Linked DNA regions of Mus musculus: all the other regions are linked to region 3. Evidence: chromatin contacts called from public promoter capture Hi-C data. All regions are on one chromosome and are shown on one strand. Each heading gives the region's core, a stretch centred on a gene start, on an enhancer-like site or on the middle of the called end of the contact. The rest is flanking DNA. Distances are from core to core; before and after follow the strand shown.

Region 1 (2,840 bases), core at 91-2,590, 370 kb before region 3:
CTTCTGACACTGAAGAGGCTAGCCCGGCCTGCTAAGTGGACTCAAGACAAGCTTGAAGTGCAGAGGAGACCCTGGTTCAGAAAGAAAGAGAGAGAGAGAGAGCTAGAGAGAGGGAGAGAGAGAGAGAGAGAAGAAAAAAAGAAAGAAAGAAAGAAAGAAAGAAAGAAAGGAGGGAGGGAGGGAGGGAGGGAGGGAGGGAGGGAGGGAGGGAGGGAGAAGGAAAGGAAAGATAAAGAGGGAGAGGAGAGAGAGGTGGGGGAGGGAAGAGAGAGAGAGAGAAGTAAAACCACTTGGGGAAAGACCCTTTTTGTTTCTTTTTTTTTTTTTTTTTTTTTTTTTTTTCAGACAGGGTTCATTATATAATGGTTGGCCTGGAACTTACTATGTAGCCCAGGCTAGCCTCATACCTAGGAGTTTCCTGAGTGCTGGGATTATAAGCCTTTTTTATTGGGCCTGATTTTGCAATACCAGGAAAGTCAGCCCAAAAGAGTGTTCGCCTAGCCTTCTCAGGAGGTGACCAGAACAGCTGGTTGATGTAGACTGGAGGGGAGGGACTCATACCCTTCATGGGTAGACCGTCACCGCACTGTCCCATTTGTAGGAGTTACTGTAGTCTGTCAAGGCAAGGAGGCAAAGTGTGGTGTTCCCTGTTGCCCCTCCCCCTATAGTCCCCCCCTTAAAGGGGTGGGGGCTGGGCAGAAAAGCCTGTAGGGTCATCTAGAGTTCAGTGAGGCTTCTCCTTAGCAGAAAGGCTGGTGAGTATGTTACAAATTATTTGACCAATCTTGGCCTGGGCTGGGTCTTTGAGAATGGGTTTGTACCAAAGCCTTCACATAACATGGCTTCCTCGGGGCTGTAAAGCAGCAGGTGCCAGCATGAGGGCAGCCTGGCTGGCTGGCTGAGTGACAGGCCTCTACTTAAGACAGCCCAGGGCACCAGGAAAGGGTGAACAGCTGTCAATTAGGAAGTCAATGTTCTGCATATTTACCAGTTAATAAATACCAGGAGTGCTAACAATAAGCAATAAAAACTGTATTATCCTATCATTGGTATCAACCATGTTTGACCTCACATCTACTGGTGCCTAACTCCTACCCAGTGCCTCAGGGAGAAGGGGACCAACCCACAGGCCCCCAATTGTTCAGTGGTTCTTAAATATGATTTCTTCCAGCAGTACTTAGGCTGGTGTCTAACTACTTTTGTTGCTTCTCATAACATAATAGGGCAGGGAAACTATAGCAAGCAGGGGAGTGGAAGTAATTACCTGAGAATCAGTATAAGCTTAGTTGGGCTCCGGGCTTCTAAACATCTCTGTTGGCCACACCCCTTCCTGTAAGTGTGCGAACTTCCTGTCCTGGGGGGGCGTGGCCTTTGACTTTAAACTGAATAGCATTTGCCCGTGTTGCTACCTGGCTTTTGTTTTATTTGTGTTTAGAGATGGGGATCTTACCTGCCTGGCTGGCCGGGAACTCACTTTCCTCTGCCTCAATTACCAGCGTGTGTTGCCACTGGAAAGGAAAAATTTTATGAAATTAGATTAAGGATTAAAGAAAAAAAAAAACCTTTAAAGCCATTCATCCCAATATGTGAGGGCAACTGTGGAATGAGTGTTGGGAATGGAACTGGGGTTCACTGGGAGAGCTGCAGGGACCGTTAGCCACTGAGCCATTTCTCTAGGCCTTAAAAATGGGTTCGTTTTCATTTTATGTATATGGTGGTTTGCCCATGTGTACATTACAGATATGCAGTGCTCTCGGGGAGCAGAGGAGGGGGATGGATTCCTTTGAGCTGGAGTTACAAATGGTTGTGAGCAACCATGTGGGTGCTGGGATTCAAAAGCAGGTCTTTTGCAAGAACAACCAGGGCTCTTAACTGCTGAGCCATCTCTCCAACCCCAGTTTCTTCTACTCCTGACGTATATCCTTAGCAAATGTCAAATCATTTCAATGTATAATAATGATTTAAAATGGAGTTCTTTCTACATTGCTTCACTGTTTCCCCCATGCATCCGTAGTAGAGAAAACCATCTACACCCAAACAATTTGAGACATTAGACATATTTTTTATTAAAAAATTTTTTAATGCATTGTTATTTCCAGGGTTTTTGAACTGGCAAAGTCTGCCTTTCTTATGATTAAAATGTACTTAAGTTGCTATTCTTCATGGGCTATAAATCTGCTTTTTTTTTTTTTTTTGCTGTCTTCTGATTTTATTATCACTGCTGGCCATCTGCTGACAGTCGGACAGCTGTCTCCTCACCCTGTCAGCGACCTTCTCCCTCCACCCCTCCCCTGTAATTTGTTGTTTAGTTCAGCATACACTGCAGCTGGAGGACGGGCTTCTTAATACTGTCTGTAGAGGAGAAAATGGCCATATGGAGCAGTGGATGTGGCTCAGGTAGTAGACTGCTTGTCTGGGTTGCATGAAGCCCTTGGTTCAATCCCCAGCAGTAGTCAGACTAGGGTAGTCACACCTATGATCTCAGTGCTTAGACACGCAGGCAGGAACATCCGAGACCCAAGATCCACCCTCAGCTACATAGTGAGGTGAAGGCTGATGGGTGGGAGGGTGGGTGGGGTGCTGGAGGAGAAAGGAAGTAAGGAAAGGAGAGAGGGAGGGAGGGAGGGAGGGAGAGAGGGAGAGAGAGGGGGGGGAAAGGTTAGGTAAATTGGAATAGGTCAGTACAGAGGACATCATCAAAGAAGTTGTTCTTGCTGGACATGATAGCACATACCTGTGATACCATCCCTCTTGAAACTGAGGCAGGAAGATTGAGAGCTCAGGGGTAGTCTGGGTTGTATAATGAGACTTCTCTCAAAAAAGTATGCGGAGTCACTCTC
Region 2 (2,728 bases), core at 95-2,594, 410 kb before region 3:
TGAAGGAAAGCCTTCCAATCATCTTTTACATAGATCTCGTACATTCTCGGTACAGCTGATTAAAAAAAAAATGAACTCATCACTGAAGTATGCATGTGAATTAGGGAGACCTCAGTCTGATGAAGGATTTCAGGAAGCTGAAGCATTGAGTATAGGAGTGTATCCTGTACTGTATCCATATCCACATTCACAGGTAAACCAGGACATTTCTAGAAGTGGCATTTAATTGGTTTTTAAAGTTCTTTGCTAGAAAAAAAAAAAGTATACTGTCCTTTCGTTTCTCGAATGAATTAGGAGAGGAACTAGGAAGTCTTGTTTGTGTGTTGGCTGGAGGACGGAATTTGTACGTTTGTGTGCCCGGGCGGGGGGGAGGGGGGCGGCGGCGTTAAATAATTACTACATTATAATTCATTCTATTGGAAACTTCCAGTCATAGATATGCTGAGGAAAAGAGGGCCCAGTGGCTTTCGAAATGGCTGGTCAAACCTCACCTGACAGAGGTTCCATCGTTGTCAAAATACAATTCTCTTATTTAATCCCTCCACTAAGCCTATTAGTTGTGAGAAACAAAGCCGACTGAAATCAGGACACATGATACCAAGAATTAAGGAGAAGGCAGGCGCCTAATGCCTTTGCATCCTAGCTCCTTCGTGCTTATGAAATAAGGTGTGTTGGTCTGTGTGAGTCTTAGAAATGACAACATGAAGAAACCGGTCCATGGTGGAATCCGGGCGTTCGCTAGGCAAGCCGACTAAGCATGTGTTCCTTCCCTTCAGGCTTTGAGGCTAGGGTGCCCCTCAAAAAGCCTGTATTGCACAAAATGCGGATCCCCGTCTGCACATCCCAGAGAAGGAAGGAAAGGCCAGGCAGGCAGGCGTCTGGCTTCTCGGTTGCAGCGATGACAGAATCCCCCCCCCCCCCCCCATACACACACACACACACACACATACACACACACACACACACACACACACTCACACACCCCTCCCCAAACGCCGCTGCTTCCAAATGCAAGGGTGCAGCTGGCTTACCGCAGAGTGCCGCAGTTGAGTGTTTTCAGGGACAGACACAAGGGGAAATCGCAGCCCGAGCACACCCCGGGCTGCCGCCTGCCAACCTTTCTGCACCGAGGAGCCTCAGGCAGCTGGCAAATTCCTAGTCCCTCCCCTAGCGAGCTGGGAGGTGGAAGCTGGGTGGGAGCTCAGGTTGAGAAAGGAAGGGGCTGGGGGCGGGGCTTCAGTCCATCCCTCAGCGGGGGGCTGCAGGGTGGGCAGCCAGGAGGCCCAGACATCTGTCCACCCGGGTGCAGCAGCAGCTCACAGTGCGGGTGGGGACTCTGCCACCATACCTGGCTGTGGCTGAGCATGTGGGCGGCCGCAGGCAGTAGGCAGGCATTGCTGCTTATGTCAGCTCTGAAATGAAAGCGGCTGAGGCCTCTGCCTCTGAAGGCTTGCAAGGGAGATCAGCACCCAGCAAATAAGAAGCCAGCCCTGGCCCCGGAGGAGGAGGAAGAGGAGAAGAGGTTGAGCATCCCTCTCCCGGTGTCCTTTAAATGAGGAGCGTGGCCGTTTGCTTCTGACCCTCGCTTACATCACTAACCTGTGACAGGCACATCTCCACGCCCGGTACCTGCTCCTCCAACTGCAGCTTCTAGTCCTAGGGGCTTCTTTGTATGAGGCAGACATGGCCAGCCAGCAGGATTCCGGCTTCTTTGAAATCAGTATCAAATATTTACTGAAATCCTGGAGTAACGGTGAGTGATAGAAAATATATATATATATAATTTTTTTTTTGGTTTTGTTTTCTGGATGCTGCTAAGGTTGGAGCAATCATATCTCAACTGGACACATATGTTTGTGAGCTGAGGAAGTTTCTCTCTCTCTCTCTCTCTCTCTCCATCTGCTGTGAAAATCAAAAACGTCAGTGTCTGAACTATCCCTGCTCAACTTTGAAGGCTGCAATAAAATTAATAGATTTTTTTTTCCTTAGAATTTCCAGAGATGCGGCCCTTCTGACTCTGGGGAGGGCAGGTTCGGCATGCCAGGCTGCATTGCCTGCCTGGTGTTTGTTTGCTGTGTTCAGGCTTCATCTAAATATTTTGTGAAGTGCAGCTTAGCCGAAGGGGTGTGGCAGGGTAGAGAGTACTTTGTAATTGTCTTATTAACAATTATTGTATTATTGACAATTATTGTAATTGTCTGAAGAGGGAAAACGACTTGGAAGTCCAAAACCTAAGACTCATCTTTGTTAGGCACAAACTGGTCTGCAGATCCATTTGGTCTATCCCTGGTACCTGTGCATGGTGTTCAGAAGGCTGTTTATCTGTTCCAGCTTCTAGAGGTCTTAGTTGCTCTAGTACAAGCGTGCTTCTGAAATGTAAACAAGTATGGGTCTGACCCAGATGGTTCCTTAGGCTATAAAAATATCATGGTTCTGAAGTTGCATTTCGGACCTATATAAAAATTGTTAGCAATTCACTATTTCAAAAAGGCAACCTCTAAGCCATCCTGGGTCTGGGTTAGAAATCAGAATGAGGCCTTTCAGATGTTCAGGGATACCTTGCATTTTTCTGCACACTTTAAAAACAGAGTCTTATTGATGCATCTGCTTTTGTGCTGATTTTGTGCCAAATGACTGACAGATCTTTTAGACGCTCTCGACTGTTTTGCATTAAAATTTTGTTTCTAAAAATTATTTTCTATATTTTATTGGGTATATACTAATTAAC
Region 3 (2,700 bases), core at 174-2,673:
TCCTTGCATTCCTTTTCATCTTTACAGTCAAGAGCCCTGCCCTGGCATCCGGGCTCATAGACAACTCTTTTACATGAATCACAAGTTACAAAATCTCATTTTCCTTCAGTACACTGTACCACAAATACCTTCCTGTTTAAAATCATCATGTCTTTTGTAGTATATACTTTAACTTCCAAACAATTATCTCTCTTTAGCATCCAAATACCAGGTTAACTAAAAACGCAGTCTTTGTGGGGTCTTTTTCTTTTAAGTAGTATAAAAGCAGTTTTCCAATTGAATGTAATAATTTGGAAAAAAAAAAGTTTTGAGTTTTAGTGATGATACAAATTATGCTTAGGGAAAATAATCAGAAAACTTTAAAAATCAAATCATTCATCTTTTCTAGTAGTTTCTCTAACTTGAAAAATACACTTTTTAGGCAGGGTGGTCTATGACTGCAACACTAGCATTTGGCAGGTGTTGAAAGGAGCTCAAGACCAGCCTGGACTACACAGTAAGTTCAAGGTCAGTCTGTATTACCCAAGACCCTGTCAATAAATGTAATTAAAATTACTCTTGACAGGCCGTGGTAGCTCAAACCTGTAATCCTATCAATAGATTTCCAGTCCAGTATGGGTTGGCTACACAAATGGGTTGCAGAGCAGCCTGGTTGGGAGAGACTATGTCTTTTTAAAAAAATCACAACTTCGCTTCTCTTGTCATAGAGGGAGGGGCGTTAAGAAACCAAAAGCGCTCTTTTGGTCACATCTGGCCTGCTCTTGGAATCAAAACCCAAACCCTACAAACGAGAAGAAAGGCGACAAGCCATTAGCAGAGACGAAGGAAGCTCCAACTGCGGAGAAAAGCCAGGTTCCCGGAAAGAGCCCCCACCTCGGCCACATGCTCCCATGTCCTCAATCTAACGTCAAGAGCCAACCAAGCAAGTGCAGCAGGGTGGACCGACGTCGTCAGCGCCCTACCTGCCGGGCCCCCAAGGCCTCCTGACCGGGGGCGGGCTGCCAGGCCAGGGGCGCTCCGGCTTCTCCGTCCCTAAGGAAAACGTCAAGATCCCTTCTAAGAATCCGGGGAGGTCCCGAAGGCTGACAGGCTTCTCTTGGGGCTTCCACGCTCGCAGTGAGGCGAGAGCTGTGTCAAAGCCGGAGGTGCAGGCGCCAGCCGTTCGCTCAGACGAAACCGGAAATACCTCCCTCACCTCCACCGGGACCCATCGCTCTGTAAGCACTTCCACCATCTTCCTCTCCAAGCCCTCCCCCACCCCACTCCACCCCCTCCAAAAAAAAAAAAAAAGAACTTCCGCGAACACACGAACCTCCGGGAAGACGAGAGACCGTCCAAAACGTAGCTATTAAACGGAGCTGGAAAGAGACGCGAGGCTGGAGCAGTTTCATACGCAAGATGGCCGCCACCTCTAGGATTACCCATGCAGCACCGCGGGCTCACGCCCGGCATTATGGGGATTGAAGTCCGGCGTCCCGCAGTCCTCGTTTACCTCAAGGCACCGAAACTCAGTGTTCCAGAGTCCATTGCAAGACTTACAAGCTATTTTGGCCACCAACGTAGACTCAGTCTTGTTCCCCGCCCTGTAGTGGGGGGAAGTTTCTTAAAGAAACATCACCTTTATCTATAAAGGCAGCGACGTCCTCTGGGGTTCACGACTCAAAAAGAACAAGAGTGCTTGGCGCCCCCAGGTGGATGGACGCGCAAGCCTCTGTGGTGAGTGAACAGTTTTCAGGCTTTTCAGGAGACAAAAGAATCAGCCTAGGCTTCAAAGGGGAAAACATTTTGTGTAACAGAACTCAGTTGCTATGGTTTCTCAGAAACACCATTTAGTATAATTTTAAGCTTCTGAACAACTGTGGCAAAATAGAGTGCCTGCACCTCAGAACCCCATAACAGATGACTCTTGGGGAGAAGAAATTATAAAGTATCTTACTTCCAGATATAGGAAAACTGCTATATAAATATGTATTGAATTAAAACTAAATACCAACCAAATGACTAGCTCCAGTTAAAGGTCTTTTTTTTTCTCCTTTCCATTTCTATTAGCCTGTCGTCCTCTCCACCCCTTGTTTCGTTTGGGCCCGCACAAGAAGATCGGCCATCTCAGCATATTTGAATAAGTCTTGTCTCCAACACAATAATGTTTTTTTTTTTTTTTTAAAGATTTATTTATTATTTTAAGTACACTGTAGCTGTCTTCAGACACACCAGAAGAGGGAGTCAGATCTTGTTACGGATGGTTGTGAGCCACCATGTGGTTGCTGGGATTTGAACTCTGGACCTTCGGAAGAGCAGTCGGGTGCTCTTACCCTCTGAGCCATCTCACCAGCCCCCACAATAATGTTTTAATTTATAAGTATAATAGATAAAAAGCACAGTGAAGCCGGGCAGTGGTGGAGCACGCCTTTAGTCCCAGCACTTGGGAGGCAGAGGCAGGCAGATTTCTGAGTTCAAGGCCAGCCTGGTCTACAGAGTGAGTTCCAGGACAGCCAGGGCTACACAGAGAAACCCTGTCTCAAACAAAACAAAACAAACTAAAACAAATCACTATTTTATTTTATGTGAGTGTTTTACCTGAGTGTATATATACATATATATACACCTGAGTGTGTGTGTGTAAATATGTATACACACACACTCTCTCTCTCTCTCTCTCTCTCTCTCTTAAGAGTGTTGTGTAAAAGAGAGAAAACCCAT

What was found. Promoter capture Hi-C pulls out the DNA fragments that hold promoters and counts their contacts.
Region 1: a promoter capture Hi-C map of the HPC-7 cell line shows a contact between it and region 3, with 4 times the contacts expected there. The contact joins the enhancer-like site here to the promoter of N4bp2l2 in region 3. A contact is called at or near these places in 6 of 39 promoter capture datasets (the C10 cell line, the HPC-7 cell line, HPC-7-derived erythroid cells and 3 more) and 1 of 9 other capture datasets (pancreatic islet).
Region 2: a promoter capture Hi-C map of liver shows a contact between it and region 3, with 3 times the contacts expected there. The contact joins the promoter of Fry here to the promoter of N4bp2l2 in region 3. A contact is called at or near these places in 8 of 39 promoter capture datasets (the 3T3-L1 cell line, the C10 cell line, frontonasal cranial neural crest and 3 more), 1 of 15 datasets of contacts at CTCF or cohesin (embryonic stem cells), 1 of 484 Hi-C or Micro-C datasets (the N1E-115 cell line) and 2 of 115 datasets of contacts at active chromatin or transcription factors (embryonic forebrain and microglia).

Annotation. Positions count from the first base shown.
Region 1 is chr5:150,290,116-150,292,955 of GRCm38.p6, forward strand. All of the region lies in intron 1 of Fry (FRY microtubule binding protein), which reads left to right. Among named protein-coding and RNA genes, the nearest start is that of Fry, 32 kb to the left of the region's middle. Within about 2 kb of position 1,341, at least 13 of the 459 cell types and tissues checked have an H3K27ac peak or open chromatin away from gene starts, as enhancers often do. A contact at or near this core is called in the HPC-7 cell line, where this site is marked.
Region 2 is chr5:150,258,586-150,261,313 of GRCm38.p6, forward strand. Fry (FRY microtubule binding protein) reads left to right here and starts at 1,345. Exons shown (of 61, transcript NM_172887.2): 1 at 1,345-1,753. The coding sequence starts at 1,684.
Region 3 is chr5:150,664,189-150,666,888 of GRCm38.p6, forward strand. N4bp2l2 (NEDD4 binding protein 2-like 2) reads right to left here and starts at 1,424. Exons shown (of 6, transcript NM_201369.3): 1 at 1,313-1,424.